Linked DNA regions of Mus musculus: all the other regions are linked to region 1. Evidence: chromatin contacts called from public ChIA-PET and HiChIP or PLAC-seq data. All regions are on one chromosome and are shown on one strand. Each heading gives the region's core, a stretch centred on a gene start, on an enhancer-like site or on the middle of the called end of the contact. The rest is flanking DNA. Distances are from core to core; before and after follow the strand shown.

What was found. ChIA-PET counts read pairs in DNA pulled down with a chosen protein or histone mark. HiChIP or PLAC-seq counts read pairs in DNA pulled down with a chosen protein or histone mark.
Region 2: an RNA polymerase II ChIA-PET map of effector CD8 T cells shows a contact between it and region 1, with 12 read pairs. The contact joins the enhancer-like site here to the promoter of Golga4 in region 1. A contact is called at or near these places in 7 of 484 Hi-C or Micro-C datasets (LSK cells, embryonic fibroblasts, embryonic stem cells and 1 more), 5 of 115 datasets of contacts at active chromatin or transcription factors (effector CD8 T cells, embryonic basal ganglia, embryonic stem cells and 2 more) and 1 of 9 other capture datasets (adipose tissue).
Region 3: an H3K4me3 HiChIP or PLAC-seq map of embryonic basal ganglia shows a contact between it and region 1, with 2.4 times the contacts expected there. The contact joins the enhancer-like site here to the promoter of Golga4 in region 1. A contact is called at or near these places in 12 of 484 Hi-C or Micro-C datasets (CD4 T cells, CD8 central memory T cells, LSK cells and 6 more), 2 of 115 datasets of contacts at active chromatin or transcription factors (embryonic basal ganglia and embryonic stem cells) and 2 of 9 other capture datasets (embryonic stem cells and liver).

What each region holds. Positions count from the first base shown.
Region 1 is chr9:118,505,046-118,507,745 of GRCm38.p6, reverse strand. Golga4 (golgi autoantigen, golgin subfamily a, 4) reads right to left here and starts at 1,428. Exons shown (of 24, transcript NM_018748.3): 1 at 1,189-1,428. The coding sequence starts at 1,260.
Region 2 is chr9:118,271,662-118,274,361 of GRCm38.p6, reverse strand. No RefSeq gene overlaps it. Among named protein-coding and RNA genes, the nearest start is that of Gm33088, 71 kb to the left of the region's middle. Within about 2 kb of position 1,406, at least 23 of the 459 cell types and tissues checked have an H3K27ac peak or open chromatin away from gene starts, as enhancers often do. A contact at or near this core is called in effector CD8 T cells, memory CD8 T cells and thymic regulatory T cells, where this site is marked.
Region 3 is chr9:118,253,980-118,256,858 of GRCm38.p6, reverse strand. No RefSeq gene overlaps it. Among named protein-coding and RNA genes, the nearest start is that of Gm33088, 89 kb to the left of the region's middle. Within about 2 kb of position 1,463, at least 21 of the 459 cell types and tissues checked have an H3K27ac peak or open chromatin away from gene starts, as enhancers often do. A contact at or near this core is called in embryonic basal ganglia, where this site is marked.

The DNA.
Region 1 (2,700 bases), core at 179-2,678:
TGCATGACAAGTTCCCTGGGATCCAACACTATCTTCTGGCCTCACACAGTGTACAGACATACAGACAGACAAGACACTCACATAAAGAAATCCAGAAATCTTTTTTAAATAGTAAAATAAAAAGAATAAAGCCCGAGGGATGAGGAATGACGACACCATGGTTGTCTTCTGGCTGCCACCTGCCCACGCGCGCACACAAGAAAAAAGAAATCGTGTAACTAAATGTTTTTGCATCCTAAATCTTCTCAGACTATGTTTCTAGAAACAGAATGCTGGGTCGTTATATTTAAACACCCAAACTGCTTCCCACTTAGCCAAACTACGACCTTTCTTGAGCCATGGGCTTTCCAGGTTTCTAACCATAAAAGAAAAGACGTTCGTGTTCAATCTACTGATATTCAGGGAGACTGGGGAGAGATTCAGCAGAAACCCTCCCCTCCCGTCCTTCACACCCTGAGTGCTGGAGAGGGGTAGTTTGTTTCTAACACGAACACGCCCCCTTTTCCCAGCCCGAAACCATACTCCCTTAAAAAGCAACGACCTTCCAGAAAAGATGCAAGAGCCCGGTTGCTGACAGGCTCGGTGCCCGTCCCGTTCAGTGTCTGCCCCTGAGCCCTGTCCGCCATCACCCAAGTTACACGAAGTGACTAACTCGTGACAGGCTTGGTCGCTGGACCGCCGCCCTCGGCTCCTGCGAGCAGCCTGGCCCGGGCAGGCTCGACTCTCTGCCTCGATCAGGGTTTGGAAGCAGGAGACTTACAGGGACCTGGTCATTCCGGGTGCGATGTCCAGGGAACCCAGAGGACATTGGTCATATATGGGGCAGAGGGCAGAGGTCACATATCACAAAGGATCTGGGTTGCCCCGCCCCCGTCACCACTCTAGAGTCAGGGTCTCTGACGGGCGAGAGAAGCTCCCCACGCAGGACCCGAACCCATCGCACCCATCTGTCAGACCGGGTCGGTCCTTAGAGGGGAAACTCCGAAGTCAAATGTCCCGACCGGTCCCGTCACCCTGCACAGGGACGGAGTTTTGGGAGAAACCAGGCCAGGGTTCCTACACCGGCTGGGTGGTCCCAAACCTTCCAGGGCTACGGTTTGGGGGGGGGGGGTGTTCCTGGGGCGGAGGTCAAAGGTCATGGGGAACTTTCGCCCGCTTCCCGGGCCTCGGCGCAGGGGGACGACGTACCTGAGCAGGGGCTAACGCCTGCTGCAGCTGCTGCTGCTCCTCGCTGATCTTCTGCTTCAGCTTCTTGAACATGGCGCGGCGAGGGGCCGGCAGCGTCTCTACCCGCGGGGCGGCCGGGCCCGGGCCTCGCCGCCTTCCTGTGGAGCTGGCGGGCACCTCGGGGCGCTCGTCGTGCGGGTGTCGGCGTCGCCGCCGCCGCGTCTCTTCTTTCTGGGTGCCCCTGGCTGGCCTCGGCCCCCCATCCAGCCCCGTCAGCGGCGGCGGCGGCGGCGACAACGGCAGCAGGTGAACGCGCCCCGGGCGCCTGCGCGGTCGACGTGGAGCTTGCCAGGGGCTTGCTACGGAGCGCCGCGGCGGACAATATGGAGGCGGTGCGGGTGAACGCGCGTGCACAGTGGCGTCTGCGCTGACTCTAGCGGGAGTCTTGGAGCTGTGCTGTCAAATAGGGAGCATCCCACCACTGAGCACCACAGTGAAGAAGGCTGGGGTGAGAGAGGATAGAGCTAGGAATGCAGAAGTGTATTCAGTGTCGTGTGGCACGATCGTTTAGAATTCTCTCGAAAGGTTTTTGGATAGTGGGTTGGATGGTATAGATGACTAGTTGGTTCGCTGGTTGGCCAGCTAGTTGGTTCGTTGGTTCATTGGTTCATTGGTTGGTTGGTTGGTTGGTTTAAAGAGAAAATCTGGGGCTGAGGGTGTAGAACGTTTGTTTACCTAGCATATGCAGGAAGGATTGGCTCTAGCCTCAGCATCGCATAAACTGGGTGTGATGGTGTATACCTGTAATCCCAGCATCCAGAGGTAGAAGCAGTAGGACGAGAAGTTCAAGGTCATTCTTGCCTATATGAATTTAAGGCCAGTCTGAGCTACAGTGAGATCCTGTCTCAAACATAAATAGTCTGGCTGAATTAGGCAGACTGGCCTTGAATTTGTTAACTAAAGTGATTTTCCTGCCTCCAGAATAGCTGAGGCCTACAGGTGCACAATTTTCTGCCTAGTCAGAATTATCTGCCTTTAGTGCTTAATATCTGTGGCTGCACTCCAAAGGAGCTGTCTTCCCCTACCTAGACTTTTCCATCTGCTGAGAACCCCCTACACTTGCACAACATAGAATATTTCTGAAACCTCTGCTCACAAAGACCCATATGACCTCGAAACTCTGGGTTCTGCACAAGCTACTACCTGGATGGCATCCATTCAGTTCTGATTCTTTGAACAGAACATTAAGAACTGGTGCATGGGGGTGTACACCTTTAATCCCAGCACCTGGGAGGCTGAGGCCAGGTGATCTCCGAGTTCCAGGCCAGATGGGCCTATGTTACATAGGGACACCCTGACTCAGAGAGAGAGAGAGAGAGACAGAGACAGAGACAGAGACAGAGACAGACAGAGACAGACAGAGACAGACAGAGACAGACAGAGACAGAGAGAGAGACAGAGAGACAGAGAAAACCAGATCCACAGGTTTAGGCCTCAGTCCCACAAGACTTCCAATGCCAGTCACATGCCAGA
Region 2 (2,700 bases), core at 157-2,656, 230 kb after region 1:
TGTGTTTTTCTAATAATTAATTATATTCATGTAATGTTATATTCATTTGCTAGGATTTATTGTTGTAAGTCTCCCATTTTTTTTTTGAGACATGGTCTTATGAAGCCCCTTTGGAGTCATCTCTTACCATGGCTGAGGATTGCCCAAGTTCCTGATCTTCTTGCTGCCACATTAGACAGATGGGCTCACAGGTGTGAGTCACCACTGCCATGTTCCAAGTGATGGGTTTACAGGTGTACATCAGACATCTGGTTTATGTTTGCCTTACTAATCAGTCATCCCTCACTCAAAAAATGTGTATATGAATATTTATAAGGTATATATTCAGTATTACAAAAATGTTAAAATGTGGCAAACATCTTAACCTGCGGATGAGTAAACAAGTCATAGCTTACTCATGCCAGAGAAGGCTACCCAGTGTTAAAGGTAATGAACCAGGGCTAGTGAGATGCCTCAGCAGGCAAAGGCACCTGCTATGTGAAAACCTGATGACCCACGTTAGGTCCACATATGCAAAGCTGTGCTCTAACTTCCACAAGTATGTTGTGGCGATCTCCTGATGACCCATACACACACACACACACACACACACACACACACACACACACAAATAAATAACAGTAAGTAGCGACAATTTTAAATGAGTCATTGACACATTGAAAAGTAAATCCATATAGTTATATAGACATATGCAAAGAAATCCATTGCAATTAGGTGGATATATTCAAAGTAATTACTCTAAATGAAAGAATTAAGACCCAAAAAGTTACATTTCCTATGAGACTACGTATGCTACATTGTTGAAGGCACAAGGGTGTATTAAAAAAAAATAAGCCAGCGATTTCTAGGGCTGGGGATTTGAAGAACCATTGATATGAGCTGTGAGGAACATTTCTGAGTAATATCTTCTCTATATTGATAGTGACTATAAGAATTTGACTGTCAAAATGATTAAAAAAACATATTTAAAAGTGGATTTTACTATAAGTAAAAAAGAAACCTCAAGAGGCCTGATTTTACTTAAACAGAAACCATAATGAGGTGTGTGCGCTACGCCATTTTCTCAGTCCCATTAGAACCCCACCCAACCTTGTTAACCAATGGGCTAGATGTCTCCATGGGTCCATGTGACATCATGTGGCATTGTCCTGCTCCCTTTCCTGTGATGGTGTCACTGACAGATCATGACTGCACGGATGACCACCATGAGCAAGCTGTGAATAACAGGGCTAGAACAAGAAGCCAAGTTTGTGTCTGCTCTTGGAAGACAGATGTCAGAGGTAAACAGCTGGCTAAGGTCACGGCATCAAAGGTTTCATGAGTTGACCCTTCTGAACCCGCTTTACAAACTCGCAGAGCGGCATGTTAGTGGGAGCTGATTTCACAGGGTATACCCCCGTTTAGGGAAAAAAAAAAAACCACTTTACTTTGTGTTGATGGAACGTTTTTGTCATAGTTGCTTTCTTTATCTACAGGAAATCCCTTTTGGCAAGAGCTCAAAGTTCATATTAGGTCAGAATGTTGAGTGTTACACACTCTGGAGAATTTCAGATTTGGAGAGTCTTCATGATATAAACACTCTTCGGTCTCAGAAAGTGACAATGTACACAAACATCCACCATGCGAGGAAGATACACCAGGAGTGCTGGTGGGGTCCTTGTTGTGTTTAAGCCCACCCACTTGCTGACAGACACCTCAGCTGACTGCACAGTGTGACTCCAGAGCAGTATTGCAAAGAAGATGGTTGCACCCTTCAGGTATATACCTAGAAGTGGTGTAGCTTGGTCATATGGTAGTTCTAATTTTTGGCTTTAAAAAAAAAATGACAACAGAATTTTACTCAGCCGTACAGCAGAAAATATATGCAATTGGGGATCATCAAACAAAATGAAATAAATCATATACAGAAAGATAAATATCTTATTTTCTCTCATTGGTGATTCATAGAATTCTTTATAGAAATAGAATATATATATGTATATGACATATGTCACATATCATATGTACACACACACATTTATGAATGAAAGAAGAAGGTGGTTGGGGGCAGAGACCGGGGAGACTAGGGGAAGGGGGAATGGGACAGAAACTAAGAGAGGTACTGTGACTTTTCAAGTGCATGAAATACTTGAGAGAGAGTGTATTTGACATGCCACTATGTACGATGAACATGCACTAATAAAATGCAAAGCCACTTAAAGGAAATGGCCACATGCGGACCAAAGGGCAATGGAGGCTTCACTGTGCTTCAAAAGCTCTGGGAAGGCGCAGCCTCCTGCCTTGCCTACGGGAGGGCTGTGAGAAGACGGCTTTTTACCTGAAGCCATGTGGTTTCAAACATCCTCATTAAGGTTGTCTTCTGAGAGGACCTTGGCCATCACATTTATGTCAAATCCCAGGAAGCTGTCTTTGGGTTTTGAAAGGTGTCTGAGTCAGTTACGAGTCACCGGGCTCTGCGCTTGAGGACGGGCTTCCTTGGTGTTGAAAGGTGTCTGAGCCACTTAGGAGATGTGGGAGGATGGCGTCCTGCCAGCGCGTGGGCTGTGGAGCATCTGAACCGCTCAAAGTTCATGTTGGCTGTTTGCATTAATCACCATAATTTGACTAACAAGCCCGAAGTGACAGCTTAGCATCAGCCTGGTATGAGGACCAGAGGAAGGAAAACAAACCGGGAGGTCCTTGAACCAGAAACTCCCCGTT
Region 3 (2,879 bases), core at 214-2,713, 250 kb after region 1:
AAGATGAGGAGTTAAGATTATGCCTAGAAAGATTTGCAGTCTACTACTGTTAACTCTGAAACTTAAGGACGATCCACTGACTGGCTCCATACCCATGATCTTTTGAGCAACACAAATTGGACTTGGTGTGTCATTAAGAAAGAAAGAAAGAGAGAGAGAGAGAGAGAGAGAGAGAGAGAGAGAGAGAGAGAGAAAGAAAGAAAGAAAGAAAGAAAGAAAGAAAGAAAGAAAGAAAGAGAGAAAGAAAGAAAGAAAGATGAATTTGGGGGTGGGGTGGAGCAGTGGAAGGAGGATCTGGGAGGAGTTAGGCGATGGAGGGGGTGTGGGAAATGCTAGAATCAAAATACATTGTATGCCTGTATTAATTATTCCCAAAGAATTAATAAAAATGTAATATTTTAAAAACAGAAAGACCCAAGGGAGCTTGAAACTGGAAAGTGGATAGCAGCCGTCTGTCAACTCATACGCCCTAGGAGAGACTGACCACTACTAAAAGGGGCAGTGTTTGTTTCATTTCCCCAAAGCACCAGGCTTTCTCGATTGGATCTTGGCCTCAAAGAAGCGTCTAGAAGAGTAAAATAAAATACCCTCCCACCAGCTCATGAAGTCAGTCTCATAATGAGAGCCCCTCTGACTTGTGTTTGTCACGTGGGAAGCAGCACCTGCCATTAGCTGCGGTGTTTCCTATTCTCATATTGTCTGACAGTAGCAGTTGGGCCAGGCTTGAGCCAGTGTGACTGAGAGGCAGGCTCCCTGCTTCCACAAAGCTGTATTTAATAAGATGAGAACAGCATGCCAAGATGGGGCAGCTCCTGCTTTAACACTTATCCTGACACCAGCCCCCTCAGCGGGCCTATTGCTGTGGTAATCTGGGCGAGCTGGACAGAGCTTCCTGCTTGCAAGTTCAATATAATGGCACAGCAGGGGGGCAAGGGCTGGCAGGAAAGCTTAGAAAGTTAAAGCCTATTACCCTATGCATGAGGAAAAAACGAGTCACTAAATATTACATCCCGAGCAAGACTTGAACCCGCCAAAGGCAGTGGCGACACACGCTAAGCCTCGTCCATAATAGCGCATTCATTATTCTGCCTGCTGAGGGTAATGTGGATTTAAATGTCTTTAATCCTAATGGAAATTCGTATGCAAATTTCTCAAGCACACCCCGCCTCTGCGGTATTCTTGTGCTTCACTCCACTTTAATGGACACCAGTGGCTAGATACTTTGTATGTCAGAGACTAGATACTTTGTATGTTAGAGGAAACAATGCCTTTTAAATCTGTCTTTAGTGGTAAGAAGCCTGCAAGAAATCGCTTGACTGCTTATTGTGGTCTTTGTTGTCGTTGTTTGATGGTTCTTGTAAGTGCTGGATTAAAAACCAATAGAAGAAATCCCATGCAAATGATCTCTGAGTTCAGTCTTGGCCGGGGTTTAGGCTTAGTTACACTGAATGCCAACCCTGTCTTGCAAGCACATTCTAACAAGACTCAATACAGGTTAGCTCTGACACACATGCTTCAATACTGGCTGGCCAGATGAGTCTGTTTGACTTGGAGCAGACTGGCCTGACAGTTCTCATCAAGCGGCAAGCGGTACCCCGGACCCAGGCCCAGATTCCATGCAGCTGAAGACCATCCTTTAAGATCCTGACCCCACAGCTGTGCTAGGACTGAGGGTGTTAGAAAGGATAACCATAGAGCTAAGATTTGGGATTTCTTCTGCAACCCCCAATATTAGGTAGCACTGCTTGGCCATAGCATAAAGCCACTGAGACCATCAGGTGTCACCTCAGAGACAGCACCCACCAATCTCTGAGCTCTTACCACACTTATGTCAGGTTCTTGGTTGATACTTTATAGCCATTACTCATGATCTTGTTTGTATGTGTTCATGTGTGTGCATGATTGCTTATGTGTAGATGTGCCTATGCATTTGGGAAGGAGGCAGAGGTTGATATTGTGTTGCCTTCCTCAGTTCCTTTCCACCTTAGTTTTTGAGATGGTTTCTCATGACATCTGGAGTATATTGCTTTGGCCAACAGCCCCAGCATCTTGCCTTTGCCTCTATAGCCCTGAGGATTTCAGGTAAAGTATACTGAACCCTACTTTCTATGTGGGTGCTGAGGATCTGAGTTCAGGTGGCAAGAATGTTATTGACTGAGTCTAATCAGAAGTAATCACAATTGTTACCCTTATTAAAAACAAAATAAAACGTGTGTGTGTGTGTGTGTGTGTGTGTGTGTGTGTGTGTGTGTGTGTATCTGCATGCGAGCCTGAGGAGGTCAGAGAAAGTTGTTGGGTTCCCTGGAGCTGCATTTATGGGTGGTTGCCAGCTGCCTGACCTGGGTGTTGGGTGACCCTGAACTTGGGTCCTTTGGAAGACCAGGAAATGATGCTGAGCCATCTCTCCAGCCCTTTGGGGGATAAATATGCTGTTTTCCAGATTGTCCCACTGCAGACTGCTTTTATTTAAAGCTGATCGAGTTGGTTTGATGGCTTTCCAACGAGGGAATGGTATAACTGTTAAGCTTGCCTGTCTACATTCCTTTGGGTCTTCAGTTGCTACAGCTCCTGTATGTGCAGTGTCGCTCAGATGCATGGAGGTTTAGAGTTCCACCACTTTCCCTTTCTCTCCCCTCATAAACAGCATTGGGAATAGCTGCACATAGTGCTAATAGATACTCCTAAGTTGCTTCTTGGGTTCTCTCAGGCCCTGCCTTGGGATGGTTGGTTAGGTCAGAGGCAGGGACTGAAGAGCAATCAGGGCCAAGCTGGCCAGGTGGAGCCTCCTGCTGGCTTGCTGCTAAGAACTGTGGCTCTGGCCTATTGAGCATGTTTATGAAGCTCTCACACATTGAGGACTCTGACTCAAGGCAAGTGCC